Linked DNA regions of Zea mays: all the other regions are linked to region 2. A link is a contact called in public Hi-C data. All regions are on one chromosome and are shown on one strand. Each heading gives the region's core, a stretch centred on a gene start, on an enhancer-like site or on the middle of the called end of the contact. The rest is flanking DNA. Distances are from core to core; before and after follow the strand shown. Region 1 holds the start of LOC107548101. Region 2 holds the start of LOC100286086. Region 3 holds the start of LOC100273653 (PQ loop repeat family protein). Region 4 holds the start of LOC100273136.

Evidence for each region. A called contact is a pair of places that touch in the nucleus more often than the background predicts.
Region 1: a contact with region 2 is called in a Hi-C map of ear, with 2.3 times the contacts expected there. The contact joins the promoter of LOC107548101 here to the promoter of LOC100286086 in region 2. A contact is called at or near these places in 5 of 25 Hi-C or Micro-C datasets (bundle sheath, ear, leaf mesophyll and 1 more).
Region 3: a contact with region 2 is called in a Hi-C map of ear, with 1.9 times the contacts expected there. The contact joins the promoter of LOC100273653 here to the promoter of LOC100286086 in region 2. A contact is called at or near these places in 2 of 25 Hi-C or Micro-C datasets (ear and tassel).
Region 4: a contact with region 2 is called in a Hi-C map of tassel, with 4 times the contacts expected there. The contact joins the promoter of LOC100273136 here to the promoter of LOC100286086 in region 2. A contact is called at or near these places in 8 of 25 Hi-C or Micro-C datasets (bundle sheath, ear, endosperm and 3 more) and 1 of 3 datasets of contacts at active chromatin or transcription factors (seedling).

What each region holds. Positions count from the first base shown.
Region 1 is chr8:3,798,830-3,802,240 of Zm-B73-REFERENCE-NAM-5.0, forward strand. It overlaps LOC107548101, which reads right to left and starts at 1,285. Exons shown (of 5, transcript NM_001323009.1): 1 at 49-1,285. The coding sequence starts at 1,229.
Region 2 is chr8:3,970,118-3,973,374 of Zm-B73-REFERENCE-NAM-5.0, forward strand. LOC100286086 reads left to right here and starts at 1,832. Exons shown (of 2, transcript NM_001400781.1): 1 at 1,832-3,008. The coding sequence starts at 1,902. The coding sequence ends at 3,008. It overlaps TRNAV-UAC (transfer RNA valine (anticodon UAC)), which reads left to right and starts at 1,543; the gene lies at 1,543-1,615.
Region 3 is chr8:4,187,696-4,190,796 of Zm-B73-REFERENCE-NAM-5.0, forward strand. It overlaps LOC100273653 (PQ loop repeat family protein), which reads left to right and starts at 1,687. Exons shown (of 14, transcript NM_001148067.1): 1 at 1,687-1,840; 2 at 2,973-3,101. The coding sequence starts at 2,986.
Region 4 is chr8:4,103,120-4,106,610 of Zm-B73-REFERENCE-NAM-5.0, forward strand. It overlaps LOC100273136, which reads right to left and starts at 1,639. Exons shown (of 1, transcript NM_001147583.1): 1 at 1-1,639. The coding sequence starts at 1,604. The coding sequence ends at 174.

The DNA.
Region 1 (3,411 bases), core at 35-2,534, 170 kb before region 2:
TGACTTTTTTCCCCCCAAGTATGGACGAGCCGTGGGAAAAAGAATCACCTGTAGCTGACGAGGTTGGCGGCAAAAGTGATGGGCTGGTCTCCCCTGCCGATCCCCTGCTCCTGCACCAGCACCGGCACCCGCTTCCGCTTGAACTCCACGTGGCTGAACTGCTCGCCGAACCCGAAGAACCGCTCGTCGCGGCTGCTCGCATACGTCAGGAACACACGGTTGAACTCCTCCGGCCGCCGCTCCTCCGCCCGCTCGGGCGCTGGCAGGAGCGCCGACGCCTCCTCACGCTCACGGCTCGGGGCCGGGGCCAGCCTCGTCCTCTTGCTCGTGGTGGCTCGCTGGACGCGCGCCGACAGACGAAGCCGCAGGCTGGCCCGGTGGAGCCTCGGGGTCGTGGTCGTGGTCGTCGCCGTCGCCGGGGGCGACTTGGCAGGGTCAGCGTGCGAGCAGGTCCATTGGTAGTCGCCGATCTTGACGCTGAACCTAACCTGCGTGTCGCTCTTCTCCTCGAGAAGGATCCAGTACCGCGCCGAGAGCACGGGCCTCGCCGCCGCCGCCGCGCTCCGGGCGCGGCGACCTGCCGCGCGCAAGCGCAACCCGCAGCAGGTGCACGACGGCGACGCGCCGGCCTTCTTGGCGGCGGACACGAGCCCGGTCACCACCAGCACCGGGAACCGCGTCGCGTCGGACGGCCGGAATGCGGCGGCGCGCAGCAGGTCGGGCTCGGAGCCGCCTGCCTCGGCGTCGCAGCGGTAGAAAGCCCTGATCTTGTCGACGTGCTGGCGATCGGGGACGAGGCGGGCGCCGCCGTCGCGGAGCGCGAAGGAGCCGCGGCACTCGTCGGCCTCGGTGGCCACGGAGGCCACGGAGAGGAACGCCACGCCGGGGACGGTCTCCCACATCGCGCCGCCGCCCGACGACGGAGGAACCCTGGACAGCGAGACCTCGCCGCCGCGGGACGGGTCCCAGCGGAGGCGGAAACGGGTCCCCACGGGGAAGTCGTGCGCGTGGGCGAGCTTGGAGGTCGACGCGAACGACAGGCGCAGGGCCCCGTCGCCGTCGTGGATGGCGGCCGTCGGTACGGCGCGCGGGAAGGGGTTGTTGAGGCGCGCGTGGTGCTTCTTGGCAGTCTTGAGCGACGCCATGGCGACGGCGGTGATGGCGCGCACGGGCGAATGGAACGGACGGAGAGCCCGTGCGGTGCTCTCTACTCGGTCCGAGGCCATCATTGGCTGAAATAGATTCTGGAATGACGGGTGGGGTCAAATGGTGGGGCGGAGCGGTGGGCCCGAAGAGCGCGCGTTTGTTTTTGATTGACGTAGTGACAGATGTACATAGGAGTAGTATTTTGTTCGCAATTGCTAGAATTACCGATAAGAAGAAAGGTTTATGGCATGTCCAACAAGGCAACAAGTTCAATTTTGCGATATACCACTACTAAATCGCACCAGAATCGTATCATATTTAGAAGAAATTTCTGCGCTCCGAACTAAACATTGATGAACTTACCTGTTAAAATAGTTTTTTTGGTTGAATATTTAAATCGCAAGTTCAAGATTTATGTGAGTGATGTTTATAGTGGTTTGTTAAGACAGACGGACAATATATGTCTTTTTTTTGTTTCTAGCAAATTCAATAATATAGCTCACAACGGATTTTATGATGTTGTCATGTTACATATAGTATAATTATACAATAACATAACTTGTATATTTAATATTTGACTCATCTTTTCCTCTCATAATCTGTCTTAGAGTCCTTGAGCAGCCCACTTCTATTCTCTCTCTATTTTTCTTTTTTTCACATCACTACAAATCCGATACGACATATCTTGTAGTCTACCTACATCATCTTATTACACTTGCTCTTAGACTATCTACAGTAGATTCCATATCGCATCCCTTATCTCATCTTCTATTATAAACTTTATTCTGCAAACAGTATCATCTACAATTTCACGTTCCCTGTTTTATACTGATTGCTGGAGACAATATCAGTGGTGTTACATGGATCATGGATGTCTATATGCCTCGATAATTCATTTTCGTTGACTTAAGTGCGGGGAAGGAGACTAGCGCCGTAATGGGTAGAGCCAGAATTTGAACATAAGAAAGGTCATTTAAACCGGCAACAAACAAGCATAACGATATACATATACGGCTAATATTCCACTAGTTTGACTCTTATATAGGTCTGGACAAAATACGCTTAGCTTATCTGCTCGCTCAGCTTATCTCAATTTTGTCACGAGCTGAGCTAGTATTTTAGCTTGGTTTATTAATAAGCCAGCTCGATAGCTCGAACAAGCTAGCATTTGTCAGCAAAATAAAGCTTACACTTGTATTGAACGAACTAATAAGTAATGAACTGTGTTAATTTGACATTGAATTGATGTGATATCTGAAATTGTCAGTATTATTACTTTTTCAAGCGTTAAATTAATATACAATTTATTAGCAACTAATTATATTATTGCATATATATGTATTTTTTTTGGTTGTAGCTCGTGAGCTAAACAAGCCAACTGGAACTTGTAAGCCTAGCCGAGTTGATTCACTGGCTCGATTCTTTAACAAGTTGAGTTGACTGAGCGAAGCCATATTAGCTCAATAATGTCCAGCTCTAGTTATGTCTATCTAGCCTTGTATAGTGATACATAATTTTTAGCTTCTTTAGAGCTAGTTTGGGAACACCATTTTCAAGGGATTTTCATTTTTCTAAGAGAAATTAGTTTATTTTTCCTTAGAAAAATAGAAATTCCTTAGAAAAATATTGTTCCCACACTAGCCTAATTGTGTTGATATTTTTGTCATCCTTATTTTGACATGGAGGACAGAGTTGTCTTTAAAGGCTGCTCTATTACCTTTTCTTTCGAAAGCTAGTGGCCTCCTATTATGAACGTGCCCGTGATTGTGGGAGCATACGACCTGCACACGAACAAAGCCGTGTACGTTCAAGTAAACATTTACCACGAGAGAGCAAACAGAACTGCGTCCAACAAACTCGCTCTATTAGACATTAGAGTGAAGCTAGGTGTTGTGCATGTCCAAATACAATGGACCTCACAGTCACAGCTACTAGCTGCTAATGAGTCAAGAGCTGTTTAGATCCCTTCGTTTTCAAAGAAAATTAAAATTTACTTAATATGGTAGGTTGTTTGATTTGGAATCATCACTTTCCAAAATTTAAATATAAGCCTATCAGAAATAGAGTGAGTGAGTGGAAATTGATTTTATATATCACTAGGCAATAGTTCTACTTTGCAATTTATGTCACGTCTTTCAGCTCGCTCATCTACAGTAGAAATATAGTATATAAATATCTCTCGTATGATCAGCAGTAGTATATAAATATATTATGTATAAAACCATATTAGCTTAATTAATTTATGCCTAAATTATGAATATCAAT
Region 2 (3,257 bases), core at 582-3,081:
GTATCCATTTATTATTATATTCCTCTATTATTATAGAAGGCTTTATCACACGTAAACCTAATAAGGAGAAAATCATTCAATAATTAAGAACCCTTATTTCTATTCGAGAGGATCATGACTCTTTAACAAAACATAAAGTAAAAAAACAACCCTAGTATTATCTCTTGAATATTTAGTGCCATACAATTACCAATTCAGGGTTTACAGCTTATGTCGTGTTTCTGAGCACCAACCTCGTCTCCTAGGCCGCCAAGCGGCAGTCCATTGTCTCTCGCTCCAGTGCTGAGGCCGAGTACCGCGTTGTGGACAACGGCGTGGCTAAGGCCTCCTACCTCCGCCAGTTCTCTAGGAACTCCACAGCCATCTCCAGCGCGCCACCCTCGTCTACCGTGACAACGTCAGCGCGGTCTACGTCTCCACCAATCCCATGCAGTATCGGAGCACGAAGCACTTGGAGATCGACATTCACTTCGTCTATGAGCGTGTCGCCGTCGGTGACGTTTGGGTTCTCAACGTCCCGACTACGTTGCAGCTTGTCGACATGTTCATCAAGGGACTGTTGTCGAGTGTTTTCCCGAATTTCGATCCAGTCTCAACAGGGTGTTAGCACCTTGTTAGGGTTTTGGGTTTCTCTTCTTGTAATTACCTATATACCCCATGTGTAATGGGTCTGGCCTAGCTATTCGATCTATATTAATACAGACCCAACTCTTTAGGTTAGGTTTCATTCTCCAACCAATAGGAATGAGCAGACAGTAGCGGTGGCCGGCTGGTCGCAATGGCAATTGATGAATAAGGAGACGCTCCAATTTTGCTTGCAGGGGTTGCCTATTAGCTATTAGCAAGGAAATCATTCTTGCACAACAATCCTCCCAATCCTGTTAACCTGGGTGGTGGTGTCGTCGGCTATGGAAGGATTTCATCCGATTTTTGTTGACCTGGGTGGTGGTGTCTGGTGTCGTGGGCTGTAGACGTTCCAGTTTTGTTTTCGCGCATCCCGCCACGCTGGTTCTTTCGTCTTCCTTCAACAGGACGGCACAGCGGTTGTCACCTCCGCACCAGCCGGAGATCAGCGCGCCGAGCGGCCGGGAGCCTAAGGCTATCCGCACTCATACTACTCTAAATTTCTACCCTAAAAAAATATTCTGTCCTAATCAGCACTCTATACCACAATCCTCCGCACTAATATTTACTCTATATTCCAACCCTATACCAACTACCGTATATTATATTATATTTTTTCCCACTCCGCGTGCATGCATGTGGGCCCGTCTCCCCACCTCCGCGTGCATGCATGCATCTGCCTCCGTCGGCTGCTTGCTTGCATGCCTCGTTTAGCGCATGTGCGTCCGAACTCTACATTTGCAGCTCGATCACGCGTAGAGTCTAGCACCCAATGACCCGCTGCAGGTGTTTCTTTACGCTATATGGGATAGAGTCCAGCACCCAGTCCTCCACTGCGGGCAGCCTAATGCCCAAATCCAATTTGCAGGTCCTGTATTCCAAGAAGTTTACCTTGTGCTACCATTTATTAATATCTTAGTTGCTGTGGTGTAGTGGTTATCACGTCAGTCTTACACACTGAAGGTCTCCAGTTCGATCCTGGGCAGCAACATTTTTTTTACTTTCCTCCACAACTCTGCCAGGCCTCCGTCGCACGCGAGGAGAAGCAAGCCTTCGAACCCAGGTTAATCTAAAAAAAGATGCAGATTTTTACAAGGCCCATGAGCCTCTGCAAGTTGCGTGGCCCATTTGCTGTCCTCCGCACTCCGCGGCCAATTCCTCCTTTTTTTTCTTTTCTCTCCGGAAGAAACAAATCCTGTTCGCTCTTCTTGTCGAGACCAGACCACCGTATACTGGAGAGAAAGAATCCTCCCTCGCCTCCCCACCCCGCCCCACCCATGGCCTCCGCCGCCAGCACTGCCGCCGCCGCCGGGGCCCCGCTGCGCCTCCTCTCATCCTCTTCCAACCGTATCTCCAAGCCCTTCCTTCCCCGCCCCCACCGCCTCACCCTCTCCTCCCCCATCTCCTTCCAGCGCCTCACAGCCCGGTCCGCGGCCTCCCCTTCCCCATCCACCGCCACCTCGTCCCCGTCCGGCTCTGTCGACCCGGCGCAACTGCCCCCCGCGCTACGCGACATCGTCGGCCTCTTCCAGTCCGTCCCGGACGCGCGCACCCGGTACAAGCAGCTCCTTGCCTATGCCGCGCGCCTGCCGCCCATGGACCCGGCGCTCAAGACCGACGCCAACCGCGTCCGGGGTTGCGTCTCACAGGTCTGGGTCCACGCCGAGCCCGACGAGGGCGACGCCGGCCGCCGCAGCGTCAGGTTCCACGCCGACTCCGACGCGCAGCTCACCAAGGGCCTCGCCGCGCTGCTCGTGCTAGGGCTCTCTGGCGCGCCCGCCGCGGATGTGGCCAGGGTGCCCGTTGACTTCATCGAGCTGCTCGGGATCAGGCAGAGCCTCTCTCCCTCCAGGAACAGCGGCCTGCTCAACATGCTCAGCCTCATGAAGCGCAAGGCACTTGAGATCGCCGGTGGTGACTCAACGTCAAGTCAGCAATCTGTCCAAGAGGTTACCAGACCGCGTCTAGTGAACGGGAAAGAGCCTGAATTTGCAGCTTTCGAGGTGCAAGAAAAGGAAAAGGAAAGGCCACAGGATGCAGAGAGGCGCGACGAGGATGAACAATTGGGTCAACTTCTACCACTTGATGCAGAAGTGAATGGTGCTGCGGGCGGTGGGAGGAAGGAGAGGATAAGGGAGAGTTTGGAGAGGGCACTTTCTCCGGTAGAGTTGGAGATTGAAGACATATCACACCTCCACAAGGGCCATGCTGGCGTGGCTGGGACCAATGGGGAGACACATTTCAATGTGAGGGTGGTGTCCAAGGAGTTTGAGGGGAAGAGCTTGCTCAAGAGGCACAGGGCTGTCTATGATCTCCTGCAGGAGGAGCTCAAGACCGGGTTGCACGCCCTGTCAATCGATGCAAAGACTCCATCTGAAGTTTAGGTACTAGCTTGCCATGAAATATATATATTCTTCTGTAAGAACATCACTTGCATGCTCTTTTTGTCATATCTACTCCTGTTCCAAGTATATGACGTTTTGACTTTTCTAGACAGATAACTTTTGGTATGCATTTAGATATGCATTATGTCTGGATACATAGAAAAAACAATATATCTAGAAAAGCCAAAGCATTTTATAATTTGTAATAGAGGGAGTATATGATTGCTTCAAGAAGTTACAAAATTTTGA
Region 3 (3,101 bases), core at 437-2,936, 220 kb after region 2:
GTGACTCCTCCCGAGGCCAAGGCTGAGGCCGAGGCCTGGGGTCGGGCGAGGCGGAGACCTTCTCCCGAGGCCGAGGTTGAGGCTGAGGTCTGAGGTCGGGTGAGGCGGAGCTCCCTGTTGCGTCCGAGGCTGAACTCGCGGGAGATCGTGACTCAGTTCTACCCTGGTGGTTGGCACAGTAGTCGGAACGGGATGAATAGCGTTGTTTTCCTGTCATATCGGTCAGTAAAGGGGTGAAATGACTGCTGTCACTTCGACCTTGCCGACTGAGGCGCGCGTGTCAGGATAAGGTGTCAGACAATCCCTGCATTAAATACGCATGCGATACGGTCGGTTGGTAGGACGATCCAGTCGAGGTCGCTGTATGACAAAGTTTGCCCGAGCTGGGCTTCGGACGAGCCGAGGGTGTGCCTACTGCTTGAGGAGGCCCTCGGGCGAGGCGTGAATTCGTCTGGGACTACTGTTTCTGCCCGAGGCCGGGCTCATGCGAGGCAGGGTTGCGTCCCGTGGTAGACGAGGCCTTGACTTGAACCGCGCTCTATCAGCTGTTGATGGTTTGTTCTGAAGATGTTTTCCAGCCGTGTTTAGGAACATTGGAGGTACCCCTAATTACGGTACCCGACAAAAACAAACCAATTTTATTAGCCGGTTAATAAGAGGTTTGAAAGATGGCATAAGATAGGTCATTGAACAGTTTAAACTAGATTATAAACTAGTTTTTTTTATTAGCTAGAACTTTTTTAGCGGTCAACTTATTTTATTTAGTTAATCTAAGTAGGGTCTAAAATAAGTTGAAAACACAACTTATGTATATAGATACGAGATACATAGAAACACGCCTTATTATAGATTTATTAATAACCCTAACTTGAATATGTACATGTACATTGTAACCTAAAATACCTCGGAGGCGTCCTGCTATGCTGTGAGAAAATAAAGTTTTAGGACTAGTTTGACAACTTTATTTATTTAAATTTTTATATCTTTCTAAAGAAAATCGGTTTTCTTTCTTTGGAAAAATGGAAACCTCTCGAAAAAATAAAGTATCTAAGCTAGTCTGGTCATGCAGGTTCCGTATAAGTTGCTTAAAGGCTCGTTTGTTTTTACTTGTATGTATCTTAGATCGAAGTGAAAATTAAACTAGATTACACAATCTGACTAACACATGTAGATTGAAAACGAATACGAAGTTGTTGCGGGTTTGCCCGGATGGATCAGGTCATCAGGTTGAGACACGAAGAAGCGAAGTTTGAGCCGCTGTTCCATTTCCCATACTGGCGGCAGACGCGCCGAAGAGCCTGACGTGCGAGCCTGTGCCACACTGCCCCACGGCCCCCACGCCCGGAAGTGGCTCGATGCCAAGAGGTTTTTACGCGGCGCGCGGCGGGTCATCTCACAGTCCCATCTGCAGGAGAGTCCGGAGCGGAGGCCGGGCGGGAGCGGGACCGCGAGGGGGCGAGGGGCCCAGGGCAACGCACAACGCGCCGGCGGTGACCAGTAGCGGGCAGCCACGCGGCGCAACCCGCCGAAAGAGTAGGGCCTCGCGAATCGCGATCGCGAGGGGAGGGGCAACAGCGGCGGCTGGCAATAAAAGCTCGCGTCGACCGCCCCTGCCATGCCTCCACACTCCTCCCTGTCTCGGCTTCGATTCCGCACTTCCCAGTTCCCTTCCCACATTCCCACACCCGCCTGCCTTCCTTCCCGTCGCCTTCTTCCCCGCTCCTCCGTGTCCCACTCCCGTACGTGATACGCCCTCGGGCTCGGAGAAGGAAAAGCCCGCTCTGGCACCAGCTCCTCGCATCGCATCTCCCCTGCCAGGGACCAGGCATCCCTCGTCCCGGTACGTCGTGCCTCCTCACCTCCCTTTTTCCAAACTCTCGTCTGCTGCTTTACTTCGCCCCGCCCAGCCCCGCTGGCGAGGTTGAGTTTATTGGTGCTGCCGGGACCGGGAGTGTGCTTGCGCGTTCGGTTTTACCGCAATGGGGGAGATGTCCGGGCCGTGTTCGTTCTTCCTGGCGATGACGCTCTGACAGGTTAAGCCCGGGTCGATGCGCTCAGTTTGAATCCTACTCCTTGTTTTTTCTTTTGTTCATTTATTTAGGGAAGACGATGACGCTATCACGCTATCGAATCTTAGACTGGGACGCGACCTGTGCATTCTAGTCGACAATGCAGTTGGTGCTCCTGCTTTCCTTCGTTGCCAGAGACAATACCATTGCCATGCTAGCCAGATAGATAAGATAGCTAGGCCGCAACCAGAGGAGAGGGGAGGCGAAGGAAATTTGAATCTTTTCCCCTATTGTTCACATTGAATGGAAAAACTAATTGTACGATCTCTAGGCTGCTTAACTCGTGGTGTCAATCTATTGGACGTGGAGGATTTAAATTTCAATGTGTCAGTGTGTTGGTGCATCCTTGCAGACACTAGCCGTTCTACCCCTGACGAGGAATTGAGGACCACGTTAGCTTTCGTTGTGTCTTCACGCCGACTGTGGAGACCTAATCTTTGTCCTTTGTTCCGGGAACACGTGAGAGATTCGTGCCCGTCCGTATATTTGTTTTGATCCAATTTGTTGTTTAGCTCAGTTCAGCAGGTCGGTCAATAATTTATGCTTCCCTTCTTTGAAAGGTTGAATTAAAGCATTCTGTTCCATCGTTGGTTCCATCTTTTCATTTGAAAGAGAAATAAAAAGGTAAGGGCTAGTTTGTAAACTTAAATTCTCTATAGGATTTTTGAGAATTTACAGGAAAGTTAAGCTAATTTCCCCCTCAATCCCCGGTAATCCGGAATTTAAGTTTCAAACTAGCCCTAAGTAATGCAAATTTTGCTCTAGTTCTTTCCCGTGCAGAGAGCCGCATGATAATGCTTTATACCGATCAGATTGACGACCGTGCAGAGAGCAGCATGATAATGCTTTATACCGATCATGATAATGCTTTATACCATTCCCCCCCTGCAATTTGTGCCTCAGGTCTGGAGCAGATATGGGTGTCATCGGAGGAACACCTCCTGCAAGCTGCCCAACAACCCGGCACTGCGCAGAATGGGCCCGAATCTACTTGAAGTACTGCTTGTGCAGCCAGAAGGAAGGCGCTGCTCT
Region 4 (3,491 bases), core at 389-2,888, 130 kb after region 2:
AAACCACCATCCATATATTACAAAAATCTTCATAGCCACTACCTCTGATAAACATCTTCAAGGTTCCCATAAAAATAAACCACATAATAGACGGTATTTATTTATTGTTAAATAACAACGTCATTTCGGTAAAGCTATAACGACCAAAATATAGCTGCCACTCCTATCATTCATCACCCAACCAGAGGGTTCACCACATGCCCAAGAAACAGCACGACGCCACTTCTCTCCACGATGGCGAACAAAAACGGCCGGTCCGCCACGAAATCCACCGGCGGTGGATGCATTCTTGCACACATAAACATGAACTCGGCCGTGGCCGCGGCGGCAACGGTGCCGGCCTCGTCCACCTCTACGGTGGCCTTGTGGTACACTCCTGAGATGATGAGCCCGTTTCCACCGGAGACCATGCCGGAGAAGTCACCTCTTTGAAAGGCTCGGTTGACTCCCAGCTTCTGGATATCGTGAGACGCCTCAAACTCGAACGTGAACTTGAACTTCGGCACCATGAACCCCCCGACCCGGACCTCGTCCACCGGCGTGTGCTTCCTGATGAATCCCGGCGACGACACGACCTTATCATAGAGATCATTGAGGGTTAGGGTCTCACCGTCGGGGAGGAGTAGAAGCATGTAGAACGCGTCCTGCTGCGCGCCGTCGTCGTTCTTGTAGGGCAGCTTGAGCGCCTTGAATCCGGGGAACACGGCAACCCGCTGCCGCTGGTCCTCGAAACCGCTCGTAGTCATGAACGGCACGCGCACGGTGCCGCCGTCGGGGAGATGGAACGGCGCGAAGATGGTTCTCGACGGATCGAACGGCCGAGCCCACGCCCCCTTGAAGTAGATGGCGTTGGCGAGGACGAGCGCCGTGGACGAGTCGACGGAGCCGGGAGGCAGGACGTCGCCGATGAGCCCTTTCGTTGCTCCTTTCACGAAGTCGTTGACTTGCTGCCTTGCCGCCTCGGAGTTCTTCAAGAAGTCGACGGACTCCGCGACCGCCGCGTAGCGCGACGCGGCGGTGTCCATGAACTCCGGCGTGAGCGCGCGGCTCCGGTCCACCCAGACTCCGCAGGCGAAGGACGCCTGCGGGAGGTCGCTGAGCCGGGCGACCAGCGCCGTCGCCGCGGCGCGGTGCAGCTCGCCCAGCGACTCGGAGTCCAAGAAGCGCAGGAGCTCCCGCTGCGTCTCGCCCCGCGCGCCCGCGGCCACCAGCGCGAGCGCCGCGTGGAACGACAGCGGCGACACCACGAAGTTGCGCGCCCCCTGCTGGCCGCCGACCTGCCTCGCGAGCGGCAGGCACGACGCGCTGCCAGCGAACGCATCCGGTCGCCCTTCCGGTGCCGCAGCGAAGCCGGCAACGGGCACCTCGCCGGGCGGTCCCCACAGCATGGTCAACGTCGACGGATCGTCTGGTGGCTGCGCGAAGACGGCCGCGTGCTCAGGCGGCGGCGCCCAAGGGCGCGGCGGGGCGACGGCGAACCGAGGCCCCGCCGTGGACCCGAAGCTCAAGTCGCCTGCGCCGTGTCCGTCGCTGTTTCGGGAGGCTGCTCGTGTCACGGTGCGCTTGTCGCCGTGGTGCTGCCCGCCGCGACGCGGTGTGCTCATCGCGTGTACGTGAGCTGCGTGTGTGAAGGAAAGAGAGAAGGTGGTATGTATCACATTGAGCCCACACAAAGAATATATATAGTAGTATATCTCGCAATTATAATTAATTTTAAACCAACCACATAAGAAGTAACCATTTTTTCTCTTTTCCTACAATATAAGACGTACTTACATGTACATTGATACAGTAAGTATATTTCTTGGTCTTTAAACTAGAGATAGTTAATATGCCTAATATACTCTAAGGCTAATCACAGTAAGAATTTCATATCTCTATTTCCAGAAATGCTACATCAATTTTATAGACGAATGAAACAGAAACACCCTCTCTCAATAGAGAGTTTTATATCACTATTTCATATGTAGAGATCTATTGGGGAAGGCTCGAAAGGTTATTCGATATCAACCCTCGACGCGCCGCAGCCACTATTTTGACTCCTTTTATGCAATTATGAACCAAACTTTCTCGATTCCAATGCAACTTATCCTTTTGGAGTTGACGTAACAAACTACGCGAGCCTCCCGATGAAGCCAACAGAAATCCTATCCGAATACTAAAAATAAAAGGCAATTTCATTATGACATACTCCCTCCGGTATAGTAAAAGAAGTCATCCTGCGCGTGACCGAGCGTGCACAAAAAGAAGTCATAGCGCGTAGATGCACTTAAGAGGAATCGAACTTGAGACCTCCAGTCTAGAATGCCTTGGAGGTGCTGCAGCAACCAATCAAGGCTGATTGTTTTCATGACATTAATGCACTCATATCCCTATTTAATAGGGGCAAACAGGGAAAACTCTATGATAATTAATCACTCCTTGGTATGCACAATCATGTCCTAAACAACTATCTTTACTGCACTGGAGGGAGTACTTCTTAAATGCTGCATATAAATAACCAATAGGATTTACTCAATTATATGAAGATTAAACAAAACACTCTTAATGAAAATTTAACATAGTTTTTAAAACCTTATAAACGAGTTAACATGGTTTCATCTTTATAAAACTCCATAAAACTATTTTCTTCATAAATGATGTGACATATCATCTAAATAGGTGATATGATAGATTAATTAATACATAAAATACATTATAAAATCTCCATTGTGATTAGCCTAACACTGCGTGCGAGCGATGCCTCAGAGCGGTGCATTTATGGAGAAACGGTGTGAATGCCTCAGACTCAGAGCGGTCCATTTATGACTGGGCAGTACGAGAATGTCAGCTGCTCCATTTATGGAGAAACGGTGCGTTTCGTGAATATAATTGGCGAGCTCACTCAGAGCGTAGCGTCGGCTTCACGCAGCTTTCGCACATCATTCAACTACACACAACAACCATTACTACTATATTTAAGAAAACTATCAACAGATTCAAGGTAGAAATTGTTGGAACAGAAGGGCAGCAACAATACGCCGATTAGTTTCTCATCCTGTGGCTGTGGGGAAACACGCGACCGACGGAGAAAACCATACCACGTTCATAATTCACAAAACAATTTACTTCAAAAAAAAAAACCGTGGCTATAAAAAGTTTCCTCTGCAAACCCTAAGGACCTGTTTGGAAATACAGTTTTAAAATGATGTAGTTTTGAGATACTATAGTTTACAATTGTACATGACACAAATACTATGGTATTATTTTACCACAGTAAAACCACAGTATTGCTTAAAACTGAGATCTGTTTGGTTCCATGGGAAAAACAAAGTATATGTAGAGAGCAGAAGAAAACTGAGGTCCTGAGTGGAGTTTCGAAAACTCCAAAAATACCACGGTTTTAGGTAAACCATGGTATTTAAAACTGTGTTTTGTCTGTACAAACCAAACACCTTTTGTGTTCCAATACTATAGTATCATCAAATACCATAGTATTTCTTCAAAACTGC